Linked DNA regions of Sus scrofa: region 1 is linked to region 2. Evidence: chromatin contacts called from public Hi-C data. All regions are on one chromosome and are shown on one strand. Each heading gives the region's core, a stretch centred on a gene start, on an enhancer-like site or on the middle of the called end of the contact. The rest is flanking DNA. Distances are from core to core; before and after follow the strand shown. Region 1 has its middle 30 kb from the start of FLT1. Region 2 overlaps FLT1 (vascular endothelial growth factor receptor 1).

The links. Hi-C and Micro-C count contacts between places; a contact is called where the count stands out from the background.
Region 1: a Hi-C map of liver shows a contact between it and region 2, with 11 times the contacts expected there. The contact joins two enhancer-like sites. A contact is called at or near these places in 3 of 47 Hi-C or Micro-C datasets (heart right ventricle, liver and skeletal muscle).

The regions. Positions count from the first base shown.
Region 1 is chr11:5,824,391-5,829,280 of Sscrofa11.1, forward strand. No RefSeq gene overlaps it. Among named protein-coding and RNA genes, the nearest start is that of FLT1, 30 kb to the left of the region's middle. Within about 2 kb of position 2,966, at least 14 of the 83 cell types and tissues checked have an H3K27ac peak or open chromatin away from gene starts, as enhancers often do. A contact at or near this core is called in liver and skeletal muscle, where this site is marked.
Region 2 is chr11:5,710,542-5,715,548 of Sscrofa11.1, forward strand. All of the region lies in intron 10 of FLT1 (vascular endothelial growth factor receptor 1), which reads right to left. Among named protein-coding and RNA genes, the nearest start is that of FLT1, 84 kb to the right of the region's middle. Within about 2 kb of position 3,515, at least 12 of the 83 cell types and tissues checked have an H3K27ac peak or open chromatin away from gene starts, as enhancers often do. A contact at or near this core is called in liver and skeletal muscle, where this site is marked.

The sequences.
Region 1 (4,890 bases), core at 1,716-4,215, 110 kb after region 2:
TAAAATAAGATGTCAATGAAAAATGGAATATGATCGATCATTCATTCCTTCAAGAAGCATTGAACAGCCTTGGCTTTTATCCCTGGCTCACCTGTGAGGACCTTAAGAACTGAAGTAACCAGGACCAAAGCAATTAGAGCATGGTGTTCCCAGGACAAAGGTCCCAAGGGTGCCTTTTAAAGCTTCCCTGTGGGGCTTAAATATTTAAATACTGTTTTACAGACCTTTCCCTTCTTGCAGCTGAAGGAGGACAGGATGGATGTGTGTGGTCAGGAAAAGAACCGATTTAAACCTCAAGTGTGAGAAGCCAGTGCCAACGAGAGATCAATGATGCCAATATCTCTTGTTCATACCCTGCTCACATTGGCGAGAAAGTCGTCAAAGTGCTTTCTTGAACTTCTCTATTTTGATCTTAACATCAATTAGGCCTGAGGATATGCCCTCGAGAAGCAAGGAGTTAGAAGGATGAATTGCTGGACTACAAGAGGGTTTGGGGGGCACCAAAACTGCCTAATGGTGGATCCAGGTCATTGTATGTCCCTCCAGACCCAAAGAACGTATAACGCCATGAGTGAACCATCATGTAAACTGGGGCTATATATGTGATTAACGACTTGTCAGTGTACGTTTATCAATTGTAACAAATGGACCACTCTGGTGGGGGATGTTGACAATGGGAGAGGCTGTCCCCGGGTTTGGGCAAGGGGGTGTGTGAGGTGGGAAATCTTGTAATTGCTGCTCAATTTTGCCCTGAACCTAAAGCTTTTTTTTTTTTTTTTTTTTTTTTTTTTTGTCTTTTTGCCATTTCTTGGGCGGCTCCCTCGGCATATGGAGGTTCCCAGGCTAGGGGTTGAAATGGAGCTGTAGCCACCGGCCTACGCCACAGCCACAGCAACTCGGGATCTGAGCTGCGTCTGCAACCTACACCACAGCTCACGGCAACGCCAGATCCTTAACCCACTGAGCAAGGCCAGGGATCGAACCCGCAACCTCATGGTTCCTAGTCGGATTCATTAACCACTGAGCCACGACGGGAACTCCTAAAGCTGCTTTTTAAGAGTCTATTTTTAAAAACTGAGAGTTTCCCATTTGATACGAAATAACGTTTTCAAAAATTCACCGCACCAAAAATTGGAACAGCGTGTCGCAAACGGATGTTCATGAGAAGCCAAGGTAGACCTAGCATGGATTTGAAATGGAGTTTTCCATTTTCTTTTCCCCAGACAGACGGTTATCAAGGGCAGGGGAGAGGAGAGCAGGCTGGGAGTTGTGACTGCAGTTACTAAACACATACCGTCGTACATGCGTTCTATGAGTGTGTGCCTCTACACAATGAAATGTGTTGAAAATGGCATGTAAATTACGTATACATCTAATAAAGGCCGTGGGTATGGCCAGCAGCCAGCTGTTAGTATGTGAACAGTGGGACTTGGTGGCAGGGGGAGCAAGGAGAGTCACAAATGTCAAGGTGTTTAGCGACATTTGTAGTGATCAGCACAGACAGAGGAGACCCCCCCCCCCCCTTGACTGCGCCATCTGGTATTACTCCAAAAAGCCCAGAACACTAATTCAGGGCCAAGTACGATGAATGCCAGAATAGAAGTACCATGGGCTAGGATCACCTTTCCTAGACTTTTTGTGGGCCTAGCAGCCGTTCAGATTTGCACATTTGGGGACCACCTAGGCTGCTCGACCCATTGCCCATGCCTGCACAGACTGGAGCAGCCCCCTGGCACCTCCGGAGTTGGGGTCCCCTCCTGCCAAGTTCCGATTGGAACAGATCCGGCGCAGGAGCGCCGTGAGCCTTGGCACAGCGGGTCCTGATAGCCCCAGCGGGAGGGTCACTGTTGAGACATCCAGCCCCATCTTATTGTTCAGCGCCGGGAGTTTCCTCCTTTGGCAGAGACCTGGAGCCCAGAGCCGAGCGGGAAGGGGACGGACCCGGGCGGGACGGTGGGATGTCTATTGCTGTCTATTGCCGCTCCTTCCCCTCTCCAGGAGCTCGGGTTTCCCGGGGTGTGTGCAGATTCTCAATAAAAAGGGAAAAGCACGATCCAAGTTAATTTTCCAGCGCCGAGAGGAAATGCTGTTTCCTGCATCGTACAAAACTGGTGCCAACAAGACTGACACAGGAGCCCATTGTCCCACTAACAATGTGTGATGGGGGAAGGACGCCTGAGAAAACAGACCTCGGCCGCCGTGCACGTTTGATCTTTCCCCATAAGTGTGCGTGTGTGTGTGTGTGTGAGTGTGTGGTGGAAGGAGAGTCCGGCTGGTAGAGAAGGGCACTGCCCCTTTCCGTCCTGCCTTCGCTTCCCCCGCGCTCCTCCTGCCGATGGCAAGAGAGACCAAGCCCTCCAAAATTCCCAAGGGCCAAAAAGAAAAAGGAAACGGATGCGAAAAGATAGAGATGGGAAAAGGGGATAGGAGAACTGAACAGGCAAGACAAAACTCACCCCCAAAGTCACCCTCGGGGCTCGTTTCCAACCCTCCACCGGCCTGGGTCACCTGCGGAACTGAACGTTCCCAATTCTCATCTCCACCCGGTGCCAACCCCGCTCCTCCAGTGAACCCAGCCGAGAGGGAACCCGTGGCGAGGCCGAGGGGCAGCCTCTCACGTAGGATGCCCCTCGAGGGCCGAGCTCCCGAGCAGGGCTAACCCGCTGGCGACGCGGGGCAGCCAGCGGCTGGTGCGCCCCGGGCGCGCCTGGCTTGGCTCCAGGGCGCTGCGCCTCTGGGTGGCCCCCGCCCGGCCCCCGCTGGAGGGCGCGGCGGCGACTGGCGCAGAGCAGACACGCGGCGGGTTCGTTTCACCTGCGTGCGCCGGGTCAGAGCCCCTGTCTGAGGACACGTTGCTACAGGCTCCATAGGACGCGGGTTCATCGCAGCGCCCAAATGTAACCTCTCGGCCCTTCGCCTGCTCACGTAGTCCGGGGTTTCGGGACGTGAAGTGCTGGCGAGGAGGCGGCTCCGGCCACCGCATGGGCTGGGCGATAAACAATCGGACAGGACACACAACACCCTGGACTGTCACAAGTCCTTCGCAGGAAAAGATAAATAACATCTGAGGGGCCGCGGCGCAGCTTCCCCGGGGCTGAACAAAAACTCTGGGAGAAGGTCAGTAAACAACAAGCCTTGGCCGCAGAGGAATCCGACGCAGCGCCCCGCCCCCCGCGCTCCCCGAGGCGGGTTTCTGCCCGTGGAAATGGGAAAAAAACAAAATTAACCACACGCAGGGCAAATGCCGTCCTTCAACTGATTGGCAGTTGTCACCTTCTGGGCCAGAAGCGTGTTTCCTGGGCACTGCAGGAAACCTTTCTAGAGCAGGGGTCGAGATGGGGGGGAGGGGGGTGTCTGGAAGAAGAAGCCAAAGAAGAATTTCCTGAGGAAGCCACTCTTTTCCAAAGGTTTGCTCCTCAGGGTCAGAGCTGTCAGCTACTGGACAACTCCCCTGCCCCCCCTCTCATCTTGATTTCTTGTAAACACCTTGCCAGAGCAGAGGTGAGGGCATGGTGGGAGGGGGAGAAATTGAGCTGGGAACAAAATCCAAACCAGAAAGCTACAAATGCTCCACGAGTGCCATAAAATGTCTGTTTAAAAAAAGCATACCTAGGAGTTCCCTGGCGGCTCAGTGGGTTAAGGATCCAGCATTGACTCTGCTGTGGCTCTGGTCACTGCTGTGGCCAGGGCTGCATTCTTGGCCCTGAAAATTCTGCATGCCGGCAGATGCAGCACCCCCCCCAAAAAAAAGCACACCTAAAGGAGTCATCTTTCTCCCACCTGGAGTTTGAGTACCCAAAGCAGTCTTTTGCCTTCTGTGAGGTCCAGGCCTCTGAAAGTCAGTGCTAAGGCACTTTCTGGGCCTTTTCTCTCCTTATCCTGAAGACACTCAGCAAGAGTCTAGAATGCTCATCTCCACAGCCCAAGCAGAACCTCTTAAGAAGTCCAGCTCCAGGCCCATATGTCCAACAGCTCAGATCACATTACATGAAATTTATTACTTTGGAATAAGGAGTAGACCCAAAAAAACAATTTCATTTGTTATTGTCACACCTATTATTTACCTGGGCCACTCCAGGAGCTCATTACCTACTGCAACCTTCTTTTTTTTTTTTTTTTTTGTCTTTTTTGGGCCACACTCTCAGCATATGGAGGTTCCCAGGCTAGGGGTCGAATCAGAGCTGTAGCCGCTGGCCTACACCACAGCCACAGCAACACCAGATCCAAGCCATGGTTGCGACCTACACCACAGCTCATGGCAATGCCAGATCCTTAACCCACTGAGTGAGACCAGGGATCAAACCCGCAACCTCGTGGTTCATAGTTGGATTTGTTTCTGCTGCACCACACCGGGAACTCCTGCATCCTCTCTGGACTCTTCCGTAATCTTTGGGTCCAAGGGAATAAGCTTATGTAATGTTATGAGATTAGGGACAATGAGATGAGGATAGAGGGGTGTGGTGAGAGTGTGGGCTGGTCACTTACATACAATTCTTAGCAGACTGATGTACAGACACAGTAGATCTGCATTTCTAGATGTTCTCCAAGCTTTCTCATGCCAGCCACGTGGGTGACATGGAGATATTTGGGTTGGATGCTGGTACAAGCAGATGGGTCAGTGGCTGGTGAAGACAGGTGTTCTCATGAGTACGCTGATGGGATCCTATGGGAAGCTGTGTACACAACACAGTCACCCCCTGTGGCCCGTGAGCCCCTGTAGAAAGTGGCCCCATTTGATACAGCTTCGTATTCTCAGTGCCTACTCTTGAGCATAGAACATGGTAGGCGCTCCACAAGCATTGGTGACTGAACAAAGTGTTGTACACTTGCTTGTTGTACACCTGCTTATCACATTTGGAGGTGACACAAAGCTGAACTTGTAAACCTGAT
Region 2 (5,007 bases), core at 2,265-4,764:
GAGCAGTTATTAAATTCAGTCTCTCTTTTCAAGCTTTGGGGTATTGTGACAAGCTCTTCAACTTCTCAGGCCTCAGGTGTTTAATTATAAAATAAATGTGCTGCAGTTTATCTTTACAGATCTTTTTGGCTTCTAAAAGTCCATGAAATCTATTATTTATTTATTGTCTTTTTAGGTCCGCACCCAAGGCATATATGGAGGTTCCCAGGCTAGCGGCGCAAATTGGAACTGTAGCCACTGGCCTACACCACAACTCATGGCAACGCTGGATCCTTAACCCACTGAGTGAGGCTGGGAATCGAATCTTTGTCCTCAGGGAGGCTAGTCAGATTCGTTTCTGCTGAGCCATGACGGGAACTCTGAAATCTCAACCTACCTCTGATAGTAAGCATGTTCTTTGAAACACCTTACCTGTAAGCTTCTGTTCTTATCTAGTTTACCCCCAAATCATGGGTGTAAATACCTACTGATCATTTGTTTGCATGCATCCTAGGTTCTACATGAGTAAGAAAAAAACAAATCCACACAATAAAAAAGACACTTCAATCCACTCTGGCCCGGGCAGTGCAGTAGTATCTCAGTAGGCCTTTTCCTAAGCTTCCTAAGCTGACGCACTTACCAAAGGCTGCCAGACCAACCCCCTGAGCATTTTGGGTTCCAGTGGAATCCTCTGCTCCAAAAGCTTCCACACCTGTACTGAAGAAAGCCCAGGCTTCCGGGACTGACAGGCAAGGCCATCCACGGTCCATCCCCAGCTGCCCTTCACCCTGACTGCTACGGCCACCCTTTCTCCCCGGCCAGTGGTGTGCTTCAGCTCCTGCAAAGACCCGCGTCCTAGTCCAGACCTGCCTTCTACCTGTTTGACAGTGTTCTCCTCTGAAAAAGGATAAAATGATACCTGCCGTGTTGATCTCACAGAACCACACAAGCATTAAATAACTGAATTCCCTGGGAGAGGTTTTGTTAATTAAAGACACCATAGAAGAGCTGGGGACTGCCTTCCCGCATCCCAGGGTATAGACACCTGCTTCCTTATCCTTACGCACCAGTCACCACTGCCTAGACACCCCTCCCCACCTGCAGCCCGACCTTCTCCAAGCAGCTGATCACAGCCACGCAGGGAGCCCGTAGCTAGAGCACCTTACTTTGTGCTGTGACTTCTCTTTGCATGACCTGCCCCAACAGGAAGAGAACTGCCCAGAGCCTGGCTCGAACCGCACTGCTTCCAGCTCAGGGGCTCAGCCAGTGCTTTGCCTTTCTATCCTTTATGACAAAAACGAACACGGAGTCCTTGAAAGCAGCCTTTTGAGATTTAAATATGGATTTGTTTGGCACACGATGCAAATATACAAAGAGCTATTTTGTGTGCCTCAAAAAAGCATCTATGGGCTCCCAAGGTCTGCGTTTCTCTGCAGCCCCGGGAGGGCGAGGCCACTAGTGTCGGTAGAACTGGCTTCAGTGTCTGCAGCCACCCGCCACCTTTGTCACTTTCTGATCACAAACCAATGGATGCTGTTCACTCTGGTGTCTCTCGTCCAGATGCATCCTTTCCTCCTACCTCCCAGCCTCAAGAGCCAGGCCTTACATGCAGGCAAGTGGTAATTTTTATGGTCATTTGCATGGTGACCTTTTCACTGAGTCATTTCATATTTTCCCTCTGGAGTAGCATTTGTGGTGAGCAGACAGCTGGCTGGGCGCTGGTGTGTATATGTCTTGGGCAGATTCTGGAGATTTTCAAACCAGAAGGGACTTTTTAAAGCTCAATTTTTAGGAGTTTCCATTGTGGCTCAGTGGAAACAAATTTGACTAGTATCCATGAGGATGCAGGTTCGATCCAGTGGGTTAAGGATCCGGCATGGCCATGAGCTGTGCTGCAGGTCGCAGACGCGGCTCGGATCTGGAGTGGCTCGTGTAGGCCAGTGGCTACAGCTCTGATTCTCATTGGTCTTAACTGTTCATTATTTTCAAACATATTGATGAGGAGAGACATGGTTTCATAAGCTCCCATATATGCCTCACCTGGACTTAATAAATTACTAAGATTTTTGCCACAGTTGTTTCATTGAGGCCTTACTTAATGTTTTCCTTTTGTGAAATATTTTCAGGCAAATCCCAGACGGCGTGTCGTTTTAGGCCTACATATTTTCGTGCCTATGTCTGAAAATTAGGCACATTTTCTAATGCAAGAACACCGCCATGATCACACCTAATAGAATTAGCAATAATTCCACGGTGTTGTTTGTACCTGGCCCATATGTCAAATTTCTCCAAAAACTTTTTTTTCTTTTGGCTGTGCCCACAGTATATGGAACTTCCCTGGGCCAGGGGTCGAACCTGTGCCACAGCAGTGACCCCAAGCCACTTCAGTGACAATGCCAGGTCCTTAACCTGCTACACCACGAGAGAACTCTTCCAAATACTTAAATGTTTGCTTTCACAGTTAGCTTATAAGATTTAAAATAAGAATAAGAACAGATCATTCCTTAAGGAATTTCTGTGATTTCTGACTAACTATTCCTTATAATCATCAGGTAAAACAGGTGAACATTTTAACTCACAGATCAGAAGAAACTGAACCAAAGGGAAATGACATACTTTATCATTTTAATTTCATGATAAAGTTTTAATGTCATGATGTAAGTCATTTTACCCAATTTTTCACAACATCTATACCCTGACCTACCTTTGGCTCCCAGTTCCTTCACACTGTATGGGGGGCACATCACATATGTCTATGTACATGCAATGCATATATGTCCATATGTGTATGTAATGCGTATATACATGTGTACACACCCCGTAGCCATGTGCGTTGTATTTGGTATTGTGCATCCAACATTCTTATATCTGAAAGAGAGGCCTTTCAAGTCATCCTTCCAGCCCCCGCCCAAAGAAGTAAAAAAGGTAAGGGAGGCCTTAATTTCATACTCGTGATTGTCAGAAATGCAAAGAAATATGTTAGAGTAAAGCAAGTCTCGGCATTTCCCGAGGGAAAGGCAGTCGGCTGCCCAAAGTTCACCAAGGCTGCCAACCTCTCTGCCCTTCCCCCGCCCCCACCCAGCCCCCCAAGGACGGAGGCTGCAGGCACAAGCCCTGGTATGGAAACTCTACGCTAGACTTACTGCAGGGCCGTCCAAATGACCAGGACTGATCCCTTGGCTGCGTTCTGCGTCGGAACCCTTATTCTCCCTCTTTGTCATTGGACCCATAAAAATAGAATGTCACTTAGGAGGCTGACTATATAACAGCACTTGAAAAGAGATGGGGGGGGGGGGTAAGAGTTGGCCTCAGCCTTAAGAATACATCAAGGAAATAGATTGTGCCATGTTTGAAGATGCAAAGATAATCGCTGTGCTGGGAACCGTCTTGAGGGGGGAGGAAGCCGAACAACAAGAGGAAAGCAGCGTTCGCCCTGATTTCGCACAGGAAGCTCTCCACGCCTCCTGCCAGAGGGAGATAAGAAAGCTCCCAGGCACCGCTCTGGACAAGGCCAGCGTTATCAGCCTCAGCTCCACGCCGTCCCCTCCGTGCTCCGAGCTCTAGGACTCCGACCTCCATGTGCACACAGCACGCCAAGCGCAACAGCGCGGAGATATTTATAACCCCGGAGAGGGGAAAAAACAATTTCCGGGGTAAGCGTGTACTCCGTGTCATCCCGTCGACTGCCCTGGCATTGAAACAAGCGCGCTCGGGACCAGAGGTGGATAGAAAGAGATGGAAAGACAGCAGCCAATGATGTTTCCAACCCACGGAGCTGGGCCCCGCTAGGGGACACGTGGGTCTGCTTCACGCCCAAGGCGGAGACACCTTTGGCCCCGCCCCCCTCTCTGGTCCAAGTTACCAGCTGCTCTGTTCCACTCCCAGTGGGGGAGGCACCCCCTCCATCGATGCACACGACGTCACTGGCCTCCATGGGCCGGGTTTCTCCTGCAGTCTGATGGATTTGCCCTGTTCCCTTCAAAACTCATAAATACTTGGCTTCTCTGGGACCAAAGATGGATAGAGGCGGTTGGGGGCCACAGAGAAAGGCAAAGTCCAGGCTGAGATGCACTTACCGTCTTGACAACATTGACTGCTGCTCCCAGCAGAGGAGCCTAGGGCGAACTAAGTTAAGGACGCAGTGGGATATCACAGGACAAGGAGGTCCTGTTTTCTGGGCCCTCAGTACTGTGCTAAAGGATTCAGGCACAGTATTGCTTTCCTCTGTACATCCTAGAAAGTAGGCACTAGAACTCCCTGTTTAACCACCACCAGGAAAGTGAGAATTAGGGGAGTTGCGTTAATTACCCGAGGTAAGTGGCAGAGGCGACTCTGTAATCAGGGCCGGCTCATTCCAGAACCTGTGCGCCTAACCTGTACACCCGATGTTACAGAGTCTCCATCTTCTGTCCTCGTGGGAACAGAAGTTGTTACAGTGTCTCTTCCTCTAGAGGAGGAAAAGGCTTCCCACATATTTTCTACACAAATACCATTACTGCACTGTGGACTGTCTTTTTCAGTCCTTTTGGCACATCACGGTTAGCGTCTTCCGGGGATTTGGCAAACAGGTCTCTGGACACACAACCCGAATGCACCACGAGCCCACTGTGTGCACAGCTATCACCCATGGCTGCTGACCTCTCCCCCTCACCCGTGCGAATCCAGCACAGGCCAACAACGCAGAGGGTGCACCCACAGATCGGGACCCTCCATGCTCACCCGGGCTTTCCCTTTGGTGCTGGCTTTGCACAATCCTGGTTCTCAGACTTTCTGCAGCCTTCCTGCCTTTCCTTCCCCTCCCCCACCCTGCAGTGCAGCGCTGGCACTTCCTTGAAAGCTGGCACCGGATGGACTGCTGCATCTGGTGGAATCAGAGCGGGGTGGTGCGCTTTAGCCACAGACGGGTAGTGTTTTCTTCGGCGTGGTTCTCATGTGGGAAAATGTTACTCTGAAGAACCAGCTGAGTTGGTCCAGCCCCTCATTGGGCCTTTCTGGAAAGTGCCCATTTTATACTATTGTGTGCCTGTA